Regions from separate parts of the Zea mays genome. Here region 2 is linked to region 1. Evidence: chromatin contacts called from public Hi-C data. All regions are on one chromosome and are shown on one strand. Each heading gives the region's core, a stretch centred on a gene start, on an enhancer-like site or on the middle of the called end of the contact. The rest is flanking DNA. Distances are from core to core; before and after follow the strand shown. Region 1 holds the start of LOC103650942. Region 2 holds the start of LOC103652383 (SKP1-like protein 1).

Region 1 (7,184 bases), core at 784-3,283:
CCTGAGCCAAGATATCTTGTTGCGATCGATCAGTTGCCTATGCCTCTCCTCTTCCGACTCCCACCCCTCTCTCTCACCCCCACCAGGCCACCACCATCATGCCTCCTCCTTTCATGGCAGAGACGCAGACGCAACAGCGAGACAGGAACAGCATCATGGCCAACCAGAATGCTCCATCGCTCTCTCCATCCCCTCGACAGAGACGGAGAGATGGGGTTAGAAAGAGGGGCAAGGCAACAACATGCTATTGCAATAGCATAGGGACACTGCAGCTAGTGCTAGTACGTACGTATCTGACTTTGCTTGTACTACCATGCAAATCAAGCAAGCAACGTTCGTTTGTTCATGCGAATTTGTGATGATGATGATGCTCTCCTTCAAGGCGGGCACGAGGTGTGGTGTGACCGATCCATCACATCAATGGCTGCACAGGTCGGAGAGCTCCTTCCTGCCCTCGACAATGTCGTCCAGGAAGTCGTCCAGCTGGCACACCAGGCTATCGGTGCCGGTCCGGAGCACGTCCAGCCACGCCTTCAGCTCCTCCACCTTGTCCTTGACAGCGCTTCCGCCGCCGCCGCCCTCGCACTTGCGTCCCGCCGCCGCGGCGCGCTCCACCTCCTCCCGCGCCGCCTCCACGGCGGCGCGCGCGCACCGGAACTCACACATCCTGATGCCCGGCGCGGCGCCGGGCCCGTCGGACTCGGCCTCCTCCGCCAGCCTCTGCTGCAGCATTGCGATGGACGCAGTGAAACCGTCCGAGCCGGCGTCGTCGGCGCCGGCGCACGGGCCGCCGGCCGCCGCGGCGCAGGAGACCGCGCCGCTGGCGAGGATGAGCAGGAGGAGCGAGCTCGCGTTGTGCAGCGCGTACAGGAGCCCCCGGAAGCCGTTGAAGCCGGCGAGCCTCGCGTCCGTGGCGCGCAGCAGCAGACGCTCGTCGAGATGCAGCGACAGCGGCGCGATCCTCGCGTCCGCCAGCGCGCGGTTCTCCTCCTCCGCGGCCATGGCCTCCCTCCTCGACACGGAGATCGCCCGCATCACCTGCGATGAGCCGATGATGATGCGCACCACAAACAGAGCCACGAGCGTTTCAGTCTTTCAGACAGTAAGGAACAGAGAAGAGAAAAAGGCCTGCCAAAGGCATGAATGATGGAAACGATCGATCGCAACCGCAGCACGTTTCAACGACAGAAAGGAAGGAAGGAAGAACCAACCAACCTGGCGAGTGGACAGAGGAGAAGGATCCTGGAGCCAGTCATCCAGCGCGGCGGCGGCGCAGGAGGCCGCCGCGCAATACCGCTCGACGGAGGCGAGGCCGAGCTTGAGGGCGAGGCAGGCGTCCCAGAGGCGGGCCGTCTCGTCCATGTACTCGTCGAGCCAGCGGCCGCCCGGCGGCAGGTGGAGCTGGCCGACCATGAGCGTGAGCTGCGAGTGCAGCCCCCTGAGCAGCGCGGCCGCCCGCAGCAGAGCCGACAGCGACGACAGCCCGCCCGCACGGCCCAGGTCGTCCAGCCCGCGCGCCAGGGACGTGAAGAAGGCGTTCATCGCGTCGTCGTCCCCGCCACCGCCGACGCTGCACTGTTTGAACTGGGAAAAGGAAGCCTGCTCGGCTGGCTATATATATAGCTAGCTAGCTAAGCAAGAGCGCGGTGGTGCACCGGCGCGGACGGAGGAGCATTAACCTGCAGCAGCAGGGGGGGAGGGAGCACGAGAGGGGCAAGGCGAGGCGACAGACACGGGAGGAGGGAGTGCAGCGCGGAGTAGCGCAATGATGCGTGTCTAGACGGGAGGGGGAAGGGTGATGAAAAGGAGGAGGAGGGGCGGAGGGCGGAGGCAGAAGCAGCGGCAGCAGAGCGCGACCCGAACACTGCCGCTCTTGTCTTGTTGGCTGGCAGCTGGCTGCTGCCTCGTGCTCCCCAAGCTTAACGTGTTTAACCCCTCTAACCGCAGTCATCGGCCGATGACAGCACACAGCACCGCAGCTGTTTACCACCAAAAAAGCGGTGTGGCTCCTTGTCAGCCAAGTGGGCCCCTTGGACGTTTCCTGCTGGCACCATTCGTTGAATTTTTTCCTGTCCTCTTGCCTGCTTATTCAGGTTCCTGTCTGGCTGTCTCTGAATCTTTCGAACCTTTTTATTTATCAGGGGTTTTCTCTTCTATAGTATTTTTTTTTGAAAGAAGGGATTTCACTTTCTTAACCTGGTTTTAGGAGGACAAGCCATGTTTATGTTTATCATAAGAGTTAGAAGGTGTTCGATTCAACTAACTAAAGTTTAGTTTATATCACATCAGATAAATTATGAGTATCTCATTAAGCAATGCGATATTTAGTACCACGGGTCCAATCAGTTCCCCCCAAACCTTGCGTTATTCGGTTCTATCTTAATCTTACACGGAGCACTGCCCCTTTATTCCCTTAACCCCTTTCCAACTCAGAGATGCAAATCTTATCCTGTCAATGCCCACCACCACCACCGAAATTCCTCCACATTTCATTCCGGCTCCTGTTGGCAAGGAGCTATACTACTTGTAGAGACCTCCAGAAATGCCGGGGATGCCGACCGGATTACTCCAAACCATGCTTACCTTACCGTAGAAGTTTTCTTTTTCTTTTTTTTTTCTTTTTGTCTGGAAGACTATCTTCGGACCTGCCCTTTCACAGCCGATTCTCTTCTCCATATCAAAACATGATCGATCAGTCTTGTACAAAAAAAAAAAAGAGAGGAGGGGGTGGTAAAGCTCACTGGCAGATGGATGGCATAGTAGTGTTAGGTGCCATTGAATTCACTGGGATTTGGTCGTCAGTGTTTGTTGCGGTCAGAGCACTATACCTCTCCCTGTCTGTCTCCCCCGGACTGTTGGAGCAGTAGCCCCGCCCGACATGCATGGGATTAGCATGCTTCTCTGGTCTCGGTCTCTGGGAGTGAGCAGCCAAGAGTTTTCGTGATGCGGCAGCTGCGCTCCGTGTTCCCGTCCGTCAGTCCCGTCACACGCGCCTGCCGGGAGAGGCATAAGCACTCGCAGTCGCAGTCGCAGGTGCTCCTAGACCGGAGCAGCGGACACGCATGATCACGGCGCACGCCATGGCAACAGCAGGCAGGCAGGGAACGGCAGCGGAGCTCCCGAGCTTGAGGACCGGACGCGGACGCGGACGGGCAGGTTTTATTGTCCTTGTCCAGGACCGTACGCCTTGTCTGTGCCCGGCTCCCGTATCTCGGAGGCAAGGCAATCGATTACCACCGCCCTTGTTTGCATTGCAGTCAATTTCTTTGATCACTGAGTACTTGCTTTGCTCTGTTGCTCAATAGTTGACGTCCTCATTTTCGGAGGCAACCGCTTTTAAGTTTTAACCACACACTGACACACACATATGGTAATTTGATTAGATAGATCTTTAAATCAATAACAAACTTATCTAAAAGTACAAATATTGATCATATTTTTTTTATAAATTTAGTTAAACTTTAAAATTTTTGACAGTTTATAAATACCGTAACGATAACTGTATTGAAACGGAGAGAGAGAGTATAATATAAGTTCGTTTGATATAAGGTCTAAACTTACACTAAAACTTTAGTCCTAATCCATCCGAAGAGGTGAACTATTTAGGTCTCGTTTTGGTCCTTTAGTCTAGAAACTAAAGTTTAGTTAGAAGACTAAAGTTTAGTCCTTATCCTGTTTGGTTCTAACAACTAAAAGTATTCAAAAAACATTAAATGAATCATAAGAGAACCAAAATATCCCTTATTATTCTCCCGCCATCAGTGTAATTGAAATAAATAAAAGACAAAAGATAGAATTAATATGGTTTAGTCCATTTTAGTCACCCCTTGGGTACTAGAGACTAAAACATTTTAGTCCCACTGTTTGACAATTTAGGGAATAAATGAGACTAAAATGGAGAGACTAATCTTTAGTCCATCAACGAGGCCTTAGTTATGCACCGGTAGTCCAGGATGCCGGTTATATATACAACTTGTGCTGCTCACATCAGCAGAATGGATGACTTGATTTTCTTAGAGATAAAAGATAGAATTATAAGTTGATGATATGTTCAAAAGACAATCATTATCAAATAGACCTTTAGGGTAAGAGACATCTCACAACCGAGTAGTCGTTGCCTTTCACTTAGGATTGCCAGCACCCAAGTCACCATTGTCTTTCCTCTCGATGCGAGTCTATGTTAACACGACAATATTTTGGTGTTTCATCCTTGTACGGTGGATACTATAGACACAATGCTACTGTTATTGTAGTGTTGAACGACAATGAGTGTGAGAAGCAAGAGTGAATGTATCATTGCTGTTTGTACGTGAGGACGTACGACTACTTACATTATATCGTTACACTCTTTTTTGCTACATTACGCGTCTAGTGGTAACGATCTATGATCTCCTACTCATATGTAATATGTCTTGAACATGCTAGATACATTAGTGTGCAACTTACCCATTTTCTAACGGTGGTGCCAAAGTCGTTCATGCACAATTTTTTATCTAGATGGTTTTCATATAGGTGTTATGCCTAATAAATTAGATCTAGTTTTGCTTTTGTTGTAACACGATTTGAGATAGATGAGTTATTTGTTGGTATAGTCGTACAACTTGTTTATCCTTATCAGCTATGTCATAGTGATGACACCATAGTACCCTAAGGTACTAGAAATGGATTGCACCAAAGAGCGAGGAGTGAGTCCTAATGCTGTAGAGTATGCCTACCGGGTCATGGCATCACAAACACAGTAACACTAATGTTTTATAGAGGTTCAGACCGTTGAGTGCTTAAGACCCTATGCCATCTTTTCTGTGGTGGATCTCTATGTGAAAGAAGTGTACAAAATTGCAAGGCTCCTAGAGGGGAAGAAGATCTATCCTCTGAGTGGTAAACTAAGGCAAGTTGTCTATCTCTCTCCTGCTCTTGGCTTTTAAATAAGTCTTGAAGTCCCTTGTCTAGTGGTTGGTTGTGTGAAATCGAAATTAAATATTGTTCTCACCCGTTGTATAGTCCAAAGGGATGATAGTGTCACATGCATACGCTTCTATGGTCCTGACCTATCATAGATCCAACTATTTGTGTCACGTCTGCATGCCGTCTTTTAGGGGGCGTGCTCTTATATAATTACTCCATCCTATCTTTACACATTAATGTTCCTCGTACCTTTTATTATATGCGTGATCCCCAAGTCATCCTGTTCTATCGATGTGGATCCTCCTAACCTTCTGTATGCGATGACTTTGATATGTGCACCGTAGTATACTCTAGTTTATTTGCATATAGTGTTGCACCCACCACACACGTCAGCATGGTGGAACATTTGCATCCGGTATTTTAATGCGATGCTACTGAGGCTATCCTTTGGTAACTTAACATGTTGACAAGGGTAAACTCTAGTTTATTTTAACATGTTGTTTGAAAAATGTTGACAAGGGTGAACATGTTTACAGTGCACCAAAGCAACTCCTTAGCAATGTCGACAAGGGTGCCTAAGGTGGACAGATCACGGTGGGAGTATGTCCTATGACCCTCTACTTATATTCCACTGCTCACATGTTATCTGTTGAATTATTGGACCAAGCCCATTTAAAATTCTGAATAATTCCTAAAAAAATTCAAAGGCCCATTCATGAAGAGATGTATGACAATATTGAGAGGGGTATGGAAACATTAGTCCCATCTTGCTAGTTGAGTCCTCACCATGTTCTTGCTTGTGTTGGATGAGACATAGAAGGAAGAACACACATGCTAGCTTGCCTCACTGGACAGGGTGGGGGCCAAGGGCGTGGGCATGCAACTTGCGCATGAATGGTCTGTCAATTTCGAGATCCAAGCCTTACACACATGTGGCTTTCTTTTGCAATTTTGTTTTGCCACTTATTCCAGAATCCTTTTGTGGTTTCGTTTTGTCGCTTATTACATAATCATTATTTGATAAGTTTATTCCGAAATCCTTACCTAACAAGGCTTATCAGATGTGGATCGGATCAACTGATCATTATCTGGTACGATCCTTATCTGATATGGTTCCCTATCAATTACAGATTTTTTGAATCGAATGTGGTATTATTATATAAGTACCTACCTACATGTGCTGCCATCAAACGTACCAACAACCAACGTATCTAGCCTCGTCTCTTCATGTATGTTGTGCCGACACGTACGCTACTTCGTCCCTATCATTTGGCATGAATAGGCGATCGGGAGAGCAGGTCTCCAGAACAGTCACCCTCAACGATTATGCATTGGGAGAGGGCGAATAAAGTTTTTGGAAAACGCTCTACACGACTCGATCACTTTCGTGTTGTCTTCAACCTGATCGCCACGGCTCGTCTGCCTAAGCGTTGTGTGGACGTCTCACGTTGTCATTAACAACAAGATGGTGCTGAACGTCGACGTTGTGTGCTATACCCCATCGTTGGCAAAAAAACGTATAACCATCTTCCTATCATCATGCCTTTCATACTATTTTGTCTAATATGTTTAGACATGGTTTTGTTAGATAAAACTTTAATCTTAACTGGCATATGATACATACATTTAGATCTATTATCTTTCCGTACACGTTTGTCATCATAGTCATGCTTTATTTTCGGATTAAATTAAAATCAAATGCTCTAAATTTTTCAACATTATCTTGATTAAACACACTTATTTTCTGATAATAAATACTAAAGGATAAAAAATTGGTGTAATGGTCAATAGGTATCAAAGCCTAGGCCCCCTATATCCACGCTTTTCACTTGCTTTTCGATAATAAATACTAGAGCGGCATGGAGCAAATCGATCTTTTCACTTGATATATAGCTCTGCTTTTATATTTCATCAACGCTTCCATTTGTCATCTATACCACTATATGATCCATCAATTTAATCTTTATAAAACCCACTTAACCAAATTACCCCACATTTATAACCTACATAAAATCCACCAAACAAATTAAACATAGGTTTAACACATCATCAAAACTAACGGTTTAGTCATCGCCAACCCCTCTCGTGTCATCGTGGACCCCTACTTCTTCGCAGGATCATAACGTTAGTACGGACTATATGCTAGTTTGTTAAACAAATAAGAACGGTGGCCTTATCATTCATATCAGCGAGCAAACAGACAGACACATGTAATCTGCTAATTGTTAAGATTTACAGGATCTCTAGGAGTAGATCAGTGGAGTAATCTATATTCTATT
Region 2 (7,491 bases), core at 3,019-5,518, 710 kb before region 1:
CATGGCGGAGCAGAGCACCCATGGCGGCAAGTTCATCGGGTAACTCTGACCGGCAACCCAGATACCAAACAAAAATGTTCTACACGCCGCAGTGAGCAAGTGAACTAGATGGGGAAGATCCATACCAAGGATTGGAGTGCCGAAGCCCTCTGCCGACGGGTGAAACGGACGTGGGAGCAGGAAGCCGAGCAGAGGGGCAAGACGGGACCCTTCGATCCACCATGGCAACAGGTATGGACAGTGGCGGCGTCTGGCTCGGCGACGAAGATGACGACGTCATGGCGGCTGGTAGCGCTGCACCAAGGTGGGGTCAGGGACGACCGACACGGCCGGGCTTGAGGACGAGCGTCGAGAAGTCACGGCCGATGAGGAAAGTAGACGGCGCGAGGAGCTCGCCATGGATCTCAGCGTCCGGCTGCCATGCTGGCCATGTGGAGTAGAGGGAGGCGCAGGGGCCGGTGGCCCTGGAGTGTTGAAGGGAGGGAGAGAGCCAGCGCTTGAGTTGCCGCGCGCCATGGAGGTCGACCTGGGGTACTGCCGTACTGGGTGGAGAAAGTACCGTGGAGGAGAAGATGGCTGGGTCCAAGGCGGTGCGATGGAAGAGGCTGCCTGATGCGTTTCTTTATAGCCCTGAGGAATCCCTAGGACCCAAACGGCGGGGCACGATCTCGGCCACATAGCTGAGTTTGTTTCGCTCAGATCCGGATTAACCGGCATTCAGTACGGGTACCGTACGAGCTGATACAGGGAAAGGGGATGAATCTGCCGGCTGGGGCCCACATGCATGGCTGATGTCATACCATATGTCAGGATGAAGCAGAATGCCGCCAACACAATAAAGAAGAAAAAAACAAACGTGCCCGTGGGCTGGCTGCGATTAGGACTTCGGCCAACATGTATTAGCCTAAAAGAATATATTCATTCCTATATATATATATATATATATATATATTTCTTCATAGTGTATATTGTTTTCCTCCTCCCTTTTCAAATTCTATATTTTTTAACTTAAACTTGTCTTGCGAATTTAAACACAAATGCACAATTACAAGAACCTCGGCATGAGATGCATATTTCTATATTTATTTATTTGCTATTTGTCTACTTTACTTCTCTTAAGTGAGTATGCACAACAATGAATTTAAATAATTCCAAAAACACTTTCATGAAAAATACATGTATTTTTTTTATTTTATTATTTTTGCCTTATACGAATTTTAGGGCTTTACATATCCGGAACCACGCAAGGTCCCGACTAATCCTCGTTGGTGCCCCAACGCAAAGGGAAGCCCACGCGAGGGCCAAGCACCTCGGCCGAGTAACTTCGTAGAGAGCAGCGGGCCTTCTCCACGCGCAAGTGGTGCTTCGCTTCCGGCTCCTCTCGGACGCTCCCCGTCGTCTCCACTATCGAGCTTCCGGCAGAAACGCTGTGGGCCTCGTTCCCTCCGGTACACGGTGGCGGCCGTGACACAAACGCGGTTGTCACGGTCTCGCAAGACTCTCGCCCAATGGCTCGCGCAAATGCCGAGGGGTTGTGTGGTTTTACAAAACTCACTCAACTAACTAGGGTTCACCTAGAGCAAGCGCTGCACTTCGCAAAGCACCTACGCTAATCACCGAGTGATTCTATTAAGCACTTGGGTGTAAGAGCACTTGGGAATGTCTATTGTATGCCTTGGTATGTCTCTTGGGCCCAACACAAAAGTAGCCGTTGGAGAAAAACTGCTGCTTTCTGTGGTGCCCCGGACCGTCCGGTGGGGTCACCGGACCGTCCGGTGCGCCTAGTCGTTAGTCTGTCAGAGCAGGTGACCGTTGATGCGCAGGATTTTCAAACCGGACAGTCCGGACTTCACACTGGACAGTCCGGTGGTCTTCCCTCCGGGTGCCACCTGGAACTAGCCGTTAGGGCTACTATTCCTGGTGCACCGGACAGTCCGGTGTGCCATCGGACAGTTCGGTGCTCCAGACCAGACAGTCCGACCGTGGCAACACATGCTTATTTTCTTGGACTTCACTTGATCTTTATAATGTCTTCTTTTGAGGTGTTGCTTTCCTCAATTCCTTGGTCCAAGTAACTTTAGCATCATGTGAACTACAAACACAAACACTAGCAAACACATTAGTCCACAGATTATGTTGATCATCAAACACCAAAATCTATTTAGCCAAATGGCCCGGGGTCCATTTTCCTTACAGGTACAACACGAACAATAAAGTGAGCGATTAGAAGAGAGTTCACAACGACTGACTGAACGAACAAAGATTATAGAATGACATAATTCCACAATATAGAGACCAAATAATAGAAAGTTTGTGAGCTCAAGTTTCTAAAATAAGTCACATGAACTCAAACTTATAAAAAATAGATCAAAATATAAAGTTGCTAAAGTCAGACATCAATAAAAACTAGATGTGCTCCATAAAATATGCTAGTTCGTAGCAATTACTAATGTTTAAAACTAACAAATAACCTTTCATTTTACTGTTAGTGTGACAAATCATTGTTGCTTCATCCAATTCAGCAACCTCAAACACTATGGAGTCCATTGCGCTAATGTGGTCTCAGAAACGACCTAATGATTGCAAAAGCCAAGAACGTCATGCCGTGCTTGGGCTGCAGCCTTGGCCCATAGTGCTGGCCCAACACGATTATATTTTTTATTTTACAAAAAATGTATATACATATATACAATTTACATTCAATATTAAAAACATCTGAGCATGATGTTCTACTGGTTAGACAACTTCATTCAGGTCGGCATGACGTGCTTGTACGGGTGTAAATGGATATCCGAACTGTTAGAACAAATTTAATATTTTAAAATAGATATGTATGAAATTTGATGCTAATCTCTTCTTATGTCATGAAGCACATTATTATAAATAAGAATAAAATTTTGTATAAATTATTTCATACATTATTTGCTCCATACAACAAAAAAGGTGAAAAAATATATGTATCCGTATTCGATTTGTATCCGAAATTTATATTTATTATTTGAGAAGATATATGATAGATTTAAGGTTTACCTTTCATGAATCTTTACAAACTCAATACTAAAAACAAGAATATAAATTTGCATAGCAGATTCTATATTCTATTAATTCACAATCAAAGAAAAAAGACCAAAAACTGATATCTGAATAAGTATCCGTTTACACTTCTACGTAGGTTCGAACCCACCTCATGCATCGTTTTTTGTTTTTTAACATTTTACGTTGATTTAATTAAATGGGCTGACAGGCTAACGAGCCGGCCTGACACAGTCAGCAGGTCGGCATGACGTGCTTGTACGGATGTAAATGGATATCCGAACTGTTAGGACAAATTTAATATTTTAAAATAGATATGTATGAAATTTGATGCTAATCTCTTCTTATGTTATGAAGCACATTATTATAAATAAGAATAAAATTTTGTATAAATTATTTCATACATTATTTGCTCCATACAACAAAAAAGGTGAAAAAATATATGTATCCGTATTCGATTTGTATCCGAAATTTATATTTATTATTTGAGAAGATATATGATAGATTTAAGGTTTACCTTTCATGAATCTTTACCAACTCAATACTAAAAACAAGAATATAAATTTGCATAGCAGATTCTATATTCTATTAATTCACAATCAAAGAAAAAAGACCAAAAACTGATATCCGAATAAGTATCCGTTTACACTCCTACTTGCTTGGGCCAGAGCTGTGGCCCACGGGCGTCTGGCCCGTGCCGGGCCGTCATTTGGCTATCTATAGGCGTAGCTGTGGCCCGCGAGTGTATGGCCCGTGCCGGGCCGCCGTTTGGCCATATATAGACGTGCAACGGATTAATTTGAAATAGCTGTGAGAGGTTATTTGTAAAAATATGACACGAGACGACCATTGAAACCGGTGCTTAAGTATAGTAGAGATATGAGCAATTGCACGTACATATATCACCAAAATATTGTTACAATTATAGACAAAACTATGCGTTTTTTTAAAGTAAAACAGGACTTTAGGAGCACGCCCGGCGCTATGCATGGCATGCAACAGGCCCGCGATTCATAACAGAAAATCAAGGGCTGAGACCTGATTGTTATCACGTGCAGCAGGCAACTGACAAGAGCGAATCTAGGAGATGCAATCTGCACCTACCGTATCCTACCGTACCGCGGCCGTGGTGTCTCCCCCGTTCCTATCAAGCCGCCCCTCACTATATATACGGACGTGCCGCATCGTGGATCGTAGTTGGCCGCGTGCGAGAGTCGCCAGCCTACCGCCCTACCCCCGACTGCCGACCCCGCCTGCCCGCGGCACCGCGAAGAAGATGCTTACGCTGAGGAGCTCCGACTACGAGGAGTTCGAGGTGGAGGAGGCGGTGATGATGAAGTCAGAGATCATCCGCTTCATGATCGAGGACGACTGCGCCAACAACGTTATCCCGCTCCCCAACGTGAATTCCAAAACTCTCGCCCTGGTCATCGAGTACTGCAACAAGCACGTCCACGCCGCCGCCAAGCCCGCCGACGACGACTCCGACGCCGCGGAGACCACCAGCGCCTCATCAGCTGGGGGCGGCGGCGAGGTCGACCTCAAGAAGTGGGACGCCGAGTTCGTCAAGGTCGCGACGGCGACGCTCTTCGACCTCATCATGGCTGCCAACTATCTCGACATCAAGGGGTTGCAGGACCTGACCTGCCGGGCGGTGGTCGACATGATCCAGGGCAAGTCACCGGAGGAGATCCGCAAGACCTTCAACATCAAGAACGACTTAACCAAAGAGGAGGAGGAGGCGATCCGTAGTGAAAACTCCTGGGCCTTCGAGAGATGTAGTCTCCCGCTCCCCGTCCGTACTGGACCGCCGTGGTTACTGTTAGCTTTGATCTTGATTGCTAGTTTGCTCGTCTACAGTTATCTTCTGATCTGATACATTAATAAGTAGTATGTTTTATCTATAATTATTAGCTAATATATTGGGCAAAGACTAATATGCAAGCAGCCATTATATACAAGTGTGCAAACATGTCTTTTGGTCCGTTAGATTTAGATCTAACCGTATTGCTATATTTAACGTTTAAATCCTTCCACCACCATCTCGTTTAACTTTATAAAAAACCCTAACAAATCACGATTACACATACGGTTAGATCTAGATTCAATGCACCAATTGAGCTGCTTACACGCTTGCACCTAACGTCTGCTTGCATATTAGTCGTTGCCAATATATTGAGGAGTTCGTCTGTGATCTGCAGTTATCAGCTAATATATTAAGTATTTAGGAATTCCATCTACATGCTGCGAATATAATTAAGCTACAAAGTCAAGAATCAAAATTTCAAGAAATCTATCTACAAATTCATTGATCTGACTTTTCAGATCCGAACAAAAAGTGCAACCTGTCTTTAGAAATTATGTTTTTATTGAATTTTAGAACATTTAAATCTGAAGTTATATTATCTAGTGCCCACAAGCGCATGTAGGGTCATGAGACCGATTCCAATCATCCGCTCTTTTTTTTTGCCCCTTTTTCTCCTCATAAATTTCTATGGTCTGCATGGGGTTCCGATTAAAATTTGGATTAATTATATACATGTCACTTAACTTTTACAAAATTAAATACCTAGTTCAATTGAATTTAGTGGTGTTGAATTAATCACATAATATACATGTTATCTTGATAAACCATAAGGCGTATGGATGATTCCATTGCTTTAATAGTAATAATAATAATAATAACATAAAAATGAAACTAAAATAGGATTTATAATAATTAAGTGTTAGAATAAATAAAAATTAAAAAGATTTTAATTAAAATATCAAAAATGGAATTGTAAAATTGGTATATTAAATTGATATATTAATGAACTATGTTTGTAGTCTCCAAACACACATTAATACTCACCTTACCAATCTTTGTGTTTTGTACACTGTCTTGAGCAGTCTATACCCATCTTTTATCCATCTTTGTGTTCAAAATCCAATTTTGATAGCCACATGTGATCGTTAGATGTTTTTTGTCTGTTAAAAGTTTCATCGTCGTCGCTGCTATTGTCATGGCTGCAATACTGACAAGGTTTCTCTCTTTCAATGATCATATCATTAACAACATAAAAAATACAATGATGTTAATCAAATGGACCGACAGGCTAACGAGTCGGTCCGGCACAGTCAGCAGGTCAGCATGACGTGCCTGGGCCAGAGCTGTGGCCCGCGGGCGTCTGGCCCGTGTCGGGCCACCGTTTGGCTATCTATAGACGTACAACGGTCCGGCACAATCAGCAGGTCGGCATGACGTGCCTGAGCCAGAGCTGTGGCCCGCGAGCGTCTGGCCCGTGCCGGGCCGCCGTTTGGCCATCTATAGACGTGCAGCGAGTTAATTTAAAATAGCTGTGAAGGGTTATTTGTAAAAAGATGACGCAAGACCACCATTAAAACTGGTGCTTTAAGTATAGTAGAGAAAACTGGTGTGTTGGGCTGTATTTGTTGGGTTGACTGGTTATAGGTCATTTAACTTTTTCTTTTTTCCATGTTTCTCTCTTCTACTAGGTTGAAATAGGGCTACTAGGCCTTACAGTTATGCTAGCTTACTTATTATAATATTTGGTTTAATTTTTTATATTACTATATAATCAAGGTGTGGTTACATCTTAAGCTTTACCGGCTAAAAGATAAAAATGGGGTCATGCGCCTTATATCGTCTTACGGCCTTAATAACTATGGATTACACAAACAATCACTATATTGTGAATTAGCTTAATAGGCCTCTAAAAAGCAAATGTTAGTCATAATAATTTTGTATCACCATTAATCATGGAACCCATTAAGTGTCTAGGTGCTTTTAGCATTGTTACTTGAAATTTGGATATTGACATTAGATTAGAGCCCAAGTGTTTTGAGACAAGAAGTTATGGACACTTTGTGTCAACATAGATGTTTGGTTGCCCCACAGTGCAATTTGCTCATGTTTGGCTATCCAGGGTGCAATCCACTCAGGTTTGGTTGCCTACACAGGTATAACAGACTAGCACCATACGCAAAGCAATTCCAGCCTGCATCCTACTATTCGGTCAAATCCTACGTATCCAGCATGCCCCCTTCGCTTTGTTCAGGTGAAGGGCACGTTGTATAACATCTAATGCAACACTAATTCAAGTAAACAATCAGACCAATATCATTCGATATCTGGCAAAACCAAAGAATTACTCTGATATAGATGCTCTTGAACAAAAGACAACAAAGAGAATCAAGTATGGCAGACTGTTAAAATAGTTTCCTGTGTCAATATTTCCAGACTGCAGCCTGTTTTGAAGATATCTGCTCCAACGGTTCACAAAAGTGACAAACAAAATTGTGTACTATTTGAAAACATGGATGGGAAGGGAAAAAATTGGGGGCCATCATTCAGTGTGTGAATTAGCGAGTAGCAAGTTCCTTGCAACCAGGCATTGGAGCAGGATGCAGGAGAAATAAACCCCCTCATGTTCCTCCCAAGTGAAAAGGATATGATGT

Evidence for each region. A called contact is a pair of places that touch in the nucleus more often than the background predicts.
Region 2: a contact with region 1 is called in a Hi-C map of ear, with 2.4 times the contacts expected there. The contact joins the promoter of LOC103652383 here to the promoter of LOC103650942 in region 1. A contact is called at or near these places in 2 of 25 Hi-C or Micro-C datasets (ear and endosperm).

What each region holds. Positions count from the first base shown.
Region 1 is chr3:178,051,732-178,058,915 of Zm-B73-REFERENCE-NAM-5.0, reverse strand. LOC103650942 reads right to left here and starts at 2,033. Exons shown (of 2, transcript XM_008676546.4): 1 at 1,216-2,033; 2 at 139-1,038. The coding sequence starts at 1,542. The coding sequence ends at 418.
Region 2 is chr3:178,765,955-178,773,445 of Zm-B73-REFERENCE-NAM-5.0, reverse strand. It overlaps LOC103652383 (SKP1-like protein 1), which reads left to right and starts at 4,268. Exons shown (of 1, transcript XM_020551156.1): 1 at 4,268-5,056. The coding sequence starts at 4,310. The coding sequence ends at 4,909. It overlaps LOC103650947 (3-phosphoinositide-dependent protein kinase 2-like), which reads right to left. Exons shown (of 11, transcript NM_001301543.1): 11 at 7,242-7,491.